Regions from separate parts of the Sus scrofa genome. Here region 2 is linked to region 1. A link is a contact called in public HiChIP or PLAC-seq data. All regions are on one chromosome and are shown on one strand. Each heading gives the region's core, a stretch centred on a gene start, on an enhancer-like site or on the middle of the called end of the contact. The rest is flanking DNA. Distances are from core to core; before and after follow the strand shown. Region 1 overlaps LOC100736974 (protocadherin gamma-B7). Region 2 overlaps DIAPH1 (diaphanous related formin 1).

Region 1 (4,671 bases), core at 1,432-3,931:
GGATATAATAATAATCAAAACAGGCATGGTCTCTGCTTTCCTGCAGCTTTTTTTTTTTTTTTTTTTTTAATGAGAGAGGCAGGCATTATGCTTAAACAAAATAGAATTATAAAATTTTAAATTGTGCTAGGTTCAACAAAGGAAAATGGAAGTTTCTCTGAGGGAGCATAACAACGGATCCTGGCTTTAACTAGTGCCTAAGAGAAGACCCCTATTAGGAAATAACACTTCAACTGAGCCTTGAAAGATTTGTAGAAATTATCAAAGCAAAGGGAAGGAAGTGAAAGAAGCTTTCCTAGGAGAGGAACAGCCTGCTGAAGAGCTTGGTTGATGACCCTGAAAGCAGTTTAATAGAGTAGAGGGGGAAGGCATGAGAACTTAGATACTATGCAAAGGATTTGGTATTTTATTTCAGGAATGGTGGGATGCTGGAGTTGCATCGTGGCTCAGCAGAAACGCATCTAACTAGCATCCATGAGGATGTAGGTTCTATCCCTGTCCTCTCTCAGTGGGTTAATGATCCAGCGTTGCTATGAGCTGTGGTGTGATTGCAGACACGGCTTGAATCTGGCACGGATGTGGCTGTGGTGTAGGCCAGTGGCTACAGCTCTGATTTGACCCCTAGCCTGGGAACCTCTATATGCAGCAGATGGGGCTCTACAAGGACAAAAAAAAAAAAACTTAAAAAAATACTGAGATGCTTCTGGGCAGTTGTGGGGCCGGACAGTCATAGGGAGAAAGATCAACTTAAAATTTTAAGAAGACCACTTTGGCTACTATGAAAAATAGCTCCAAGGAGGGTTCTGCTGGCTTAAGAAGAGATCTTAGGAAAACTAGGGGTCTTATTATTAGAGGGAAAACTACTTCAGCTTTTAAAGCTGGTTTTGGAACACCAGAATGTCAATTAAGTGATGGTGAATGAGGGAAAAAATGATTAATAAATGGGTGTATCTGAAAAACCCCCTAGATCAGTGCTTCTCAAACATTAATGTACATTCAAATCACCCTGGCATTTTGTTAATGCAAGTTCTGATTCAGTAGGTCTGGAGTGGGGGCATTTCTGCAAAGCCCATGCCATTGGTCCTTGGCTCTTTGAGTAGCAAGTGGTTCAGCCATATATGTTCTAAATTCTATATTCTAATCTTCTAATATCTATCAGCCTTCTTGGTGGTCTGGACAATTGTTGTATTTGAGTATTTAAAAGTGGAGGTTTTAAGAGATGAGTAGAAAGGGATGCTAGAAAGATATGTCAAATACGGCTTTTCATCTCTTCAATAAGTATCTTATATTTAGCTTCCTATATGCCTGTCTAACCCATCTGCCTACCTCCATACATCAGGGTTCAGTTAAACTTCAGAAAGGACTATATGCAATCAAAACGATGTCCAAGATAAGTGTACGGAAATAGTAGGGGATTCTTCTAGTATCTAATGGGGTGATATGCGTCATTATTAAAGCTTACCCTGTGCCAGGATTTTATCAGCCTTACTCATTTAAAAAGATAGGACTCCAGGAACTCTTAGAGGGTAGTTTCTTGTTGGAGGATGTACAGCTCAGTTCTACCTTTTTTCACATCTGACTCTTCCTCATTATCCTAGTCATTACTACAATCCTAAATGAGAAAACTTGAGGCTCTTTATCATGGCTTCATATTTCTGATATCTTAATCATTTCAGAAAGGTCCCAGGTAGTAAATAAAGCTGGTCTTTTTTTTTTTTTTGGAGGGGAGGGGCTCGTTGATGAGGGGGTATTATCCTTATTAGAAATGAGATTTCTGGGAGTTTCCGTTGTGGCTCCGTGGTAATGAATCAAACTGATATCCATGAGGATACGGGTTTGATCCCTGGCCTTGCTCAGTGGGTTAAGGATCCAGGGTTGCTGTGAACTGTGATGTAGCTCAGATTCGACCCCTAGCCTGGGAACTTCCATATGCCACGGGTGCGGCCCTAAAAAATAAAGTAAAAAAAAAATAAAAAGAAATGCAACTTCTCTTTGTGGCGTATGGCACAACATCTTGAGAAACAGATCAAATAAAGGGAGATGTTAGAGACTGCGCTCTCTGATTGAAGTTAGGCTTCTTGGGGAAGACAGGACAGGAAAATCTCGCATTGTTCCCTGGTTCTTCAGAAATAAGAGCTAAGCGACAACGTCCAACTGAAAAAGAAACCTGAACTGTATTTTTAAATTTCATAGAGTTAAACCAAACAGATGGCAGTTGTTGTAGACTGTCTCTGCTGAGGAAGTGACCTGGAATTCTACAGTCTCATTTGGTAAGAGATAAAACTGCAAATATTAACACCTCCGACAGAAAGGCTGAATGCCTCCCTACACGCGCCTCCTTAAGGAGGTAAGTTGTGCTCAGTCCTCCAACAATGCAGATAGTACTGTGTTGTTTTCAGTTTGGTTTGAACCCTCTTTCATGGGATTCAGGCTAGGGGCGGAAGTGTTTAATAGGCCTGCGTTCAGCCTCAAGACTCGCACCAGGGCCAGCTTCATGACCTTGCAGTTAGCTTTCCAGCCAAGGTGGGCTTCCGATGTGCAGATGCGGCCAAGGAGCTCTGGCTGTAACGTCTGGAAGGGAGCCCAAGGCAAGAAGTTCCTGGCGCTAGCGCCTGTCCCGCTCAGGAGAGCCGGGCGCTAGCGCATTCCTCGTGCAGTTATTGGCTGGGACTCTGCGTGCCGCTGTCGGCCAATGAAGACGCCGGAGCCCTGGCCCCGGCCCGTCCCCTCTCGGCGCCGCGGGATGAGGCAGAGACTGAACAGCCGGCGAGCAAATCAGCGGCAGCGGGAGAGCCATGTCCGACTCGGAGCCCAGCGCCGGAGCGCTAACCCATTGAAAGTTTCTCGGCGGAAAAGCGGGGACGACCTGGACCCCGCTGAGAGGAACTGCCCTCGAGTGAGATGGTCCCGGAGGCCTGCAGGGGCGGACTGGTGAGCACCGGGAGAGTGGTGGGAGTTTTGCTTCTCCTTGGCGCTTTGCACAAGGCTTCCGCCGCCCTCATTCGCTATGAGATCCTGGAGGAGAGAGAGAAGGGTTTCGCGGTGGGCAACGTGGTGGCGGACCTTGGCTTGGATCTGGGCAGCCTGTCAGCCCGCAGGCTCCGGGTGGTGTCCGGAGCTAGTCGGAGATTCTTTGAGGTGAACCGGGAGACCGGACAGATGTTCGTGAACGACCGCCTGGATCGAGAGGAGCTCTGCGGGACGCTGCCTTCCTGCACCGTAACTCTGGAGTTGGTAGTGGAGAGCCCGCTAGAGCTGTTCAGCGCGGAAGTGGTGATCCAGGATATCAACGACAACAACCCCTCTTTTCCTACCCGGGAAATGAAATTGGAGATTAGCGAGGCTGTGGCGCCGGGCACGCGCTTTCCGCTCGAGAGCGCGCACGATCCGGACGTGGGAAGCAACTCTTTACAAACCTACGAGCTGAGCCGCAATGAGTACTTTGCGCTTCGCGTGCAGACGCGGGAAGACAGCACCAAGTACGCGGAGCTGGTGCTGGAGCGCGCCCTGGACCGGGAGCGAGAACCAGATGTCCAGCTGGTGCTGACAGCGTTGGACGGAGGAACTCCGGCTCGCTCCGCCAGCCTTCCTATTCGAATCATCGTGCTGGATGCGAATGACAATGCCCCCACCTTCAATCAGTCCTTGTACAGGGCGCGCGTCCCCGAGGATGCACCTCCTGGCACTCGCGTGGTGCAGGTCCGTGCCACGGATCTGGATGAAGGCCCCAACGGCGAAATCATTTACTCCTTCGGCAGCCACAACCGCGCTGGCGTGCGGGAACTATTCTCCTTAGACCTTGTAACCGGGATGCTGACAATCAAGGGTCGACTGGACTTCGAAGACGTGAAACTCCATGAGATTTACATACAGGCCAAAGACAAGGGCGCCAATCCCGAGGGAGCACACTGTAAAGTTTTGGTAGAGGTGGTGGATGTAAATGACAATGCCCCGGAGATCACAGTCACCTCTGTGTACAGCCCGGTCCCTGAGGATGCCCCTCTAGGAACTGTCATTGCTTTGCTCAGCGTGACCGATCTGGATGCTGGCGAGAACGGGCTGGTGACTTGTGAGGTTCCACCAGGTCTCCCTTTTAGCCTCACATCTTCCCTCAAGAATTACTTTACTTTGAAAACCAGCGCAGCCCTGGATCGGGAGACTGTGCCAGAATACAATCTCAGCATTACGGCTCGAGACGCGGGAGCCCCTTCCCTCTCAGCCCTCACGACCGTGCGCGTGCAAGTGTCGGACATCAACGACAACCCTCCCCAGTGCCCACAATCTTCCTATGATGTTTACGTGGAGGAGAATAACCTCCCTGGTGCTCCGATTCTGAACCTAAGCGTCTGGGACCCCGACGCCCCGCAGAATGCTCGCCTTTCCTTCTCTCTCTTGGAGCAAGGAGCTGAAAGTGGGCTAGTGGGTCGCTATTTCACGATAAATCGTGACAGTGGCGTAGTGTCATCCTTAGTGCCCCTGGACTATGAGGATCGGCGGGAGTTCGAATTAACAGCTCATATCAGCGATGGGGGCACTCCAGTCCTGGCCACCAACATCAGCGTGAACATATTTGTCACTGATCGCAACGACAACGCCCCCCAGGTCCTATACCCCCGGCCTGGCCAGAGCTCAGTGGAGATGCTGCCTCGAGGTACGGCTGCCGGTCATGTG
Region 2 (4,671 bases), core at 1,335-3,834, 96 kb after region 1:
CGGGGAGTGGTGAGGCCAGGCCACTGGCGGGATCACGGCCTCTGTGTGTAGAAACGGCTGAGACGGAGGACCCAGGGGCACGGGCGCACTGCGCGGAGGAATAACTTGGGGTGTCAGGAGACCACAGCACAAAGGGGGAACTGGGTGATATGACCTGAGGTCGCGAGGTGCAAAAGTAGGGGTTTTTAGGAAAGAAAAAGGCAGACGGACCTGAAAGTGGCAAAGGAAGAGCAACCTGAACGCCCAACCCATCCGCAGGTCCGCGGGGGTGGCGGCTTTCGCAAGGAAAGGCCCCGACGCAGGAGGCCAAGAGGGAAAGCGGCGGCGAGGCGGCCCGGCTTCCGTTAGAGCAACGCGGCCGACCAGCCGGCAGCTTTGTCGTGATGGACCACGAGGTCCAGAGGCGCCACGGGTGGGTGTCAAGAGCTCAGGTGGGGCGGGGGAGGAGGCACAGCAGGAGACACACGGAGCCTCGTGGGGGTTCGAATACGGGGATGAGGATGAGCTGGGAGTCTAGGGCTTCCCGCGGCGAGTAACACAGACCAAGAGAACCGGCACGGTTCCAGATCCAGCGCCATTTCTCAAGACGACTAGTGATGGCTAGGTTTGCGGTCTAGAGGGCCGTGTGAGGGGTGGTTGTGCTTCTCCCCTTACGCCCCTGCTGCGGAGCAAGCACCCCCAGAGGAGGTGTGGAACGTAGGCCACACGCAGGCCTCCTCCTGCGCCCGGGTGAGACCGGCAGATTGCTGTTCTTAAGTCACAAGGGAGTCCTAGCTGGTCTTACAGAACGTCCCAGCTGCTTGGTGCTAACAGTCTGACCCCACTCAAGGTCCAAGAGAGGTCAGTGACCAACAGGCAGAGGGGCACTTGGACAGCACTTCCGGTCCTGATCCCACACACTCGAAAGGGGGCGAACAGATGAGACACGTCTCACGGAGTAAGGCGGAGTATGCTGAGCTCTTGCACGCAAGATCTTGTTTCGAGAGGCCCAAGCTGCAGGAGCTGTAACAATTCACTAGATGTTTCCTGATGAAGATCCAACTGGGGGGGGCCACCTAGCGGGCAGAACAGCATCACAAGGAAAAGGAAAAAGACTGGAGCTCCCTTCGGGAGGGAGGGGCTTGTTTCCCCAACACAGGCTCCTGTGCACCTGAAGCCTTAAACAAGCAGGTTCTGGGAATGGCTGCTCGCGGCGCAAAGGGGTCGGCCGTGTCTCTGGAGCTCTGGGTCACAGGGTCAAGCCCCCGGCCAGTGCTGTGGCAGCGGCGGCCTTGTTGCAACTGCAGAACTCCATATGCTGTGGGGCGGCCAAAAAGGGAAGGAAAAAACCCCAAAAAACAAGCAGGTTCTGGGAGAAGAGTAGACAGGTAAACCCACGCCTCGTCGCCAACAGCTCTGACTTGCAGGACAACAGCACACGCCTTGGGATCTGGGCCCGCACAGTCAAATCTTAACGAGGTCACTGTCGTTGTTTATGACATTCCCAGCTTTTGCTCAAGATCTTACTTTTCAGCCAGAGTTCTTTCAAAATTAACCCCCGTCAAACCGCTCTGATGCTCACAGCTGCTGCAGCGCACCTACTACTTTAGCAGAGCGAGGAGCTAACATGCGACGTGCTGTCCACTGCACGGCTGCTAATAAGGAAGATCAGCCTGAGGATCTTAGGAGTCCAGTCATTTTTTGGAAGAAAAGAATAAACCTCAAAAGAAACACATCACTGTATCTAGGACATCAGTTATCACTTACCACGCTGTTTTCAGAGGTGATACTTTTCTAAAATTATTTTTTTTGAGCCACGCCCATGGCATTTGGAAGTTCCTGGGCCAGAGATGGAACCTGCACCACAGCAATGACCCAAGCTGCTGCAGTGACAACGCTGGATCCCTAACCCACTGTGCCATGAGAGAACTCCTAAGGGGTGATCCTTTGAATGGGATCATGACATCATCAAAAGAGAGTAAGAGTTGGGAGGAAAGCAGAATGAAAAACCAGTTATCTTGCACGTGCCAATAACGACCTGAGGCCACCACAGTGATGAAAATGCCCCCAGGAGAAGATTTAAAAAAAAAAAAAAAGAATTAACTACTAAACAGTTTCCTGACGGAACTCAAGAAGCAGACTCAACTAAGAGACCGTGACAAGAAGGCTTCCTGCTGATCACCCTGAGGAATGAGAGAGAGAAAAAGGACTGAAGTTTGACAGGACAGCCCATCAAATCTGAACTCAAAACACCCTCTGACAAGGAGTAACTCGGCTGAGAAGAGCCAAGGCTTCAGAAAGGAGAGAATAATCCTTACGAGAGGAAGATGTGTAAAGAGCTGGTAGTGCGAACTGGAGGACCACAGCTCCTCTCCCAGCTCTCTCCTTAGTAAAAAGCACACAGCCTCCCGAGCCCTAACGAGGCGGGAGGTGCGGGAGGGCTCTGAGTACCAGAGGCCGCTGTCCGGGTAGGGAAGACGTTTTCTTGATCGCCCACTTCTGGAGGAGCCAGTCAGCATGTGGGAGGCGTCAGGCCTCACTGAAATACAAGAGATACGGCTCCGCCTGACAAAGGGCAGAGAAGAGAGCTGGGTTTGGCAAGAGAGAGAGGAAGTAACGCAATATTACGAAAACCTCGTGTCTAAATCACTTCCTCATCAAGGCTGCACTGGAATCGTCTGAGCAAGACTCTGCTACTCTACTTGACACGGACGCTGTATGTCTCCAGCTGTACTAGCTTCGCTAGGGGTGATTATGCTGTAATTGGAACATGGCTCCTCCTTTTCAGCCCTAAATATCTGATACCTTACTTTCCCTAATCTAGTGCTCTTCCCGTTATGTACTCCTAAGAGTCACCGGAAACTCAAGAACGCCTGTGCCTGAATAAATGAAGTGGCTGGCAGAAGCCAGCATATTGCCTTCTTCCAGCTTTTGTCTGGCTCTAAGCGCTCAGAAGCTCTTGGGGGAAGGACACGCACTTCTGGGAAGTGGGAGGCTAGAGCAGGACACAGTCACACAGTCTGGAGCCTGAATCTCACCTCTGGCACTTACTGCAGAGCCTGGAAAAAGTTATTCAACCCACGTCTCCACTTCTTCATCTGCAAGATGCAATACTCACAGAGTGGCAACGAGTATTTATCTATCATTTAATTATACCATCAGTATTGAGGTTATGAATGAGACGTTCCTGTCGCAGCTCAGTATGCACGAGGACGCGGGTTCAATCCCTGGCCTTGCTCGATGGGTTAAGGATCAGCTGTGAGCTGTAGTGTAGGTCGAAGACGTGGCTTGTACCCCACATTGCTGTGGCTGTGGTGTAGGCCGGCGGCCACAGCTCCGATTCAGCCCCTAGCCTGGGAACCTCCATATGCCGTGGGTGCCACCCTAAATAGACAGCGACTACGAGAGACTGTGAAGGAGAGGTTTGGTAAGTGAGAATGGCTGCCTAGCTGAGAAAGGATGAAGGATGAAGACGTTCGGCGATGCTGTACCACACGGATCAAGGCACCAGAAGCCAAGCACACCCCGCCTCTGCACCGACGAGCTCCGGCTCCTCTGGGCCCTCGCCTCTCACGTTTCTAAGCTTGAAATTCCTCGCCTGATAAAAACCTAAACTCTTAAGAAGCCTAAAGTCTTTTTTCCTAAAGTGCTTTTGGGGGGCCATGGTGAAAAAAGGGGCCACTTGGGCAGAGTGTGTATTGTTTCCCACCAGAGCCCCAAGGGAGGGAGGCTCCAAGAGCGTCAGGACCAGCAGGGCAGCCGGTGCCCCGATCACGGTGGGGGTTGCGGCGCTGGGTCCACATGCAGCACTTCCATCTGCTACTAGATGCCCAGGTACATGACATCAAAGCAACTCTTCTGTCCCCAAGCGGCACACCTGAGAACAAGCCCCGACATTCAAATACTGCTTGCATCACCAGAGATCTATGGAGCAACTCAAAGGAAAAGAAAGCAAGAAAATGTAGAAGAAAAAAATACACCCAACAACACTGAAGTCACTAAAACATTAAAAATCCAGAGAGGAGGCATTCCCACTGGGGTGCAGTGGGTTAAGAATCTGACTGCGGCAGCTCCGGTCACTGAAGAGAATCGCTGTGGAGACGTAGGTTTGCTCACTGGCCCAGAAGCGTGATCGGGTATTGGAGTTCCCACCACGGCTCAGTGGGTTAAGAACCCAACTAGTATCCACGAGGATGAAGGTTCGATCCCTGGCCTGGGAACTTCCGTATGCCTTAGTTGTGGCCATTAAAGCAAAACAAAAAATCCGAAGAAGAAATAATGAGGGAAAATGCCTGAAAACATACAAAAGTAGCATGATAAGCAGGAAAGTTTTATTACACCTGAGAACAGCAGATAGATGTTAGAGGTGGATAAACTACGGGTACTGATTTGACAAGAAAAAAATCTCTCCCAGACACTTATTTCTATTTTTTTTTCCCAGTCTTTTTCAAAGCCGCTCCTGGGGCATATGGAAGTTCCTGGGCTAGGGGTCGAATGGGAGCTATAGCCGTCAGCCTGCACCACAGCCACAGCAACTTGGGATCCGAGCTGGGTCTGTGACCTACACCACAACTCACCGCAATGCCAGATCCTTAACGCACTGAGCAAGGCCAGGGATCGAACCTGCGTCCTCGTGGATACTAATAGGTTTGTTACTGCTAAGCCACAATGGGAACGTCTCTCCCAGGAATT

The links. HiChIP or PLAC-seq counts read pairs in DNA pulled down with a chosen protein or histone mark.
Region 2: a contact with region 1 is called in an H3K27ac HiChIP or PLAC-seq map of alveolar macrophages. The contact joins two enhancer-like sites. A contact is called at or near these places in 9 of 47 Hi-C or Micro-C datasets (alveolar macrophages, embryonic fibroblasts, fetal skeletal muscle and 6 more) and 1 of 2 datasets of contacts at active chromatin or transcription factors (alveolar macrophages).

Annotation. Positions count from the first base shown.
Region 1 is chr2:143,121,445-143,126,115 of Sscrofa11.1, forward strand. All of the region lies in intron 2 of LOC100736974 (protocadherin gamma-B7), which reads left to right. Among named protein-coding and RNA genes, the nearest start is that of DIAPH1, 150 kb to the right of the region's middle. Within about 2 kb of position 2,682, at least 70 of the 83 cell types and tissues checked have an H3K27ac peak or open chromatin away from gene starts, as enhancers often do. A contact at or near this core is called in alveolar macrophages, omental adipose tissue, retroperitoneal adipose tissue and 1 more, where this site is marked.
Region 2 is chr2:143,217,132-143,221,802 of Sscrofa11.1, forward strand. The region is part of intron 17 of DIAPH1 (diaphanous related formin 1); the gene reads right to left. Among named protein-coding and RNA genes, the nearest start is that of DIAPH1, 52 kb to the right of the region's middle. Within about 2 kb of position 2,585, at least 20 of the 83 cell types and tissues checked have an H3K27ac peak or open chromatin away from gene starts, as enhancers often do. A contact at or near this core is called in alveolar macrophages, omental adipose tissue, retroperitoneal adipose tissue and 1 more, where this site is marked.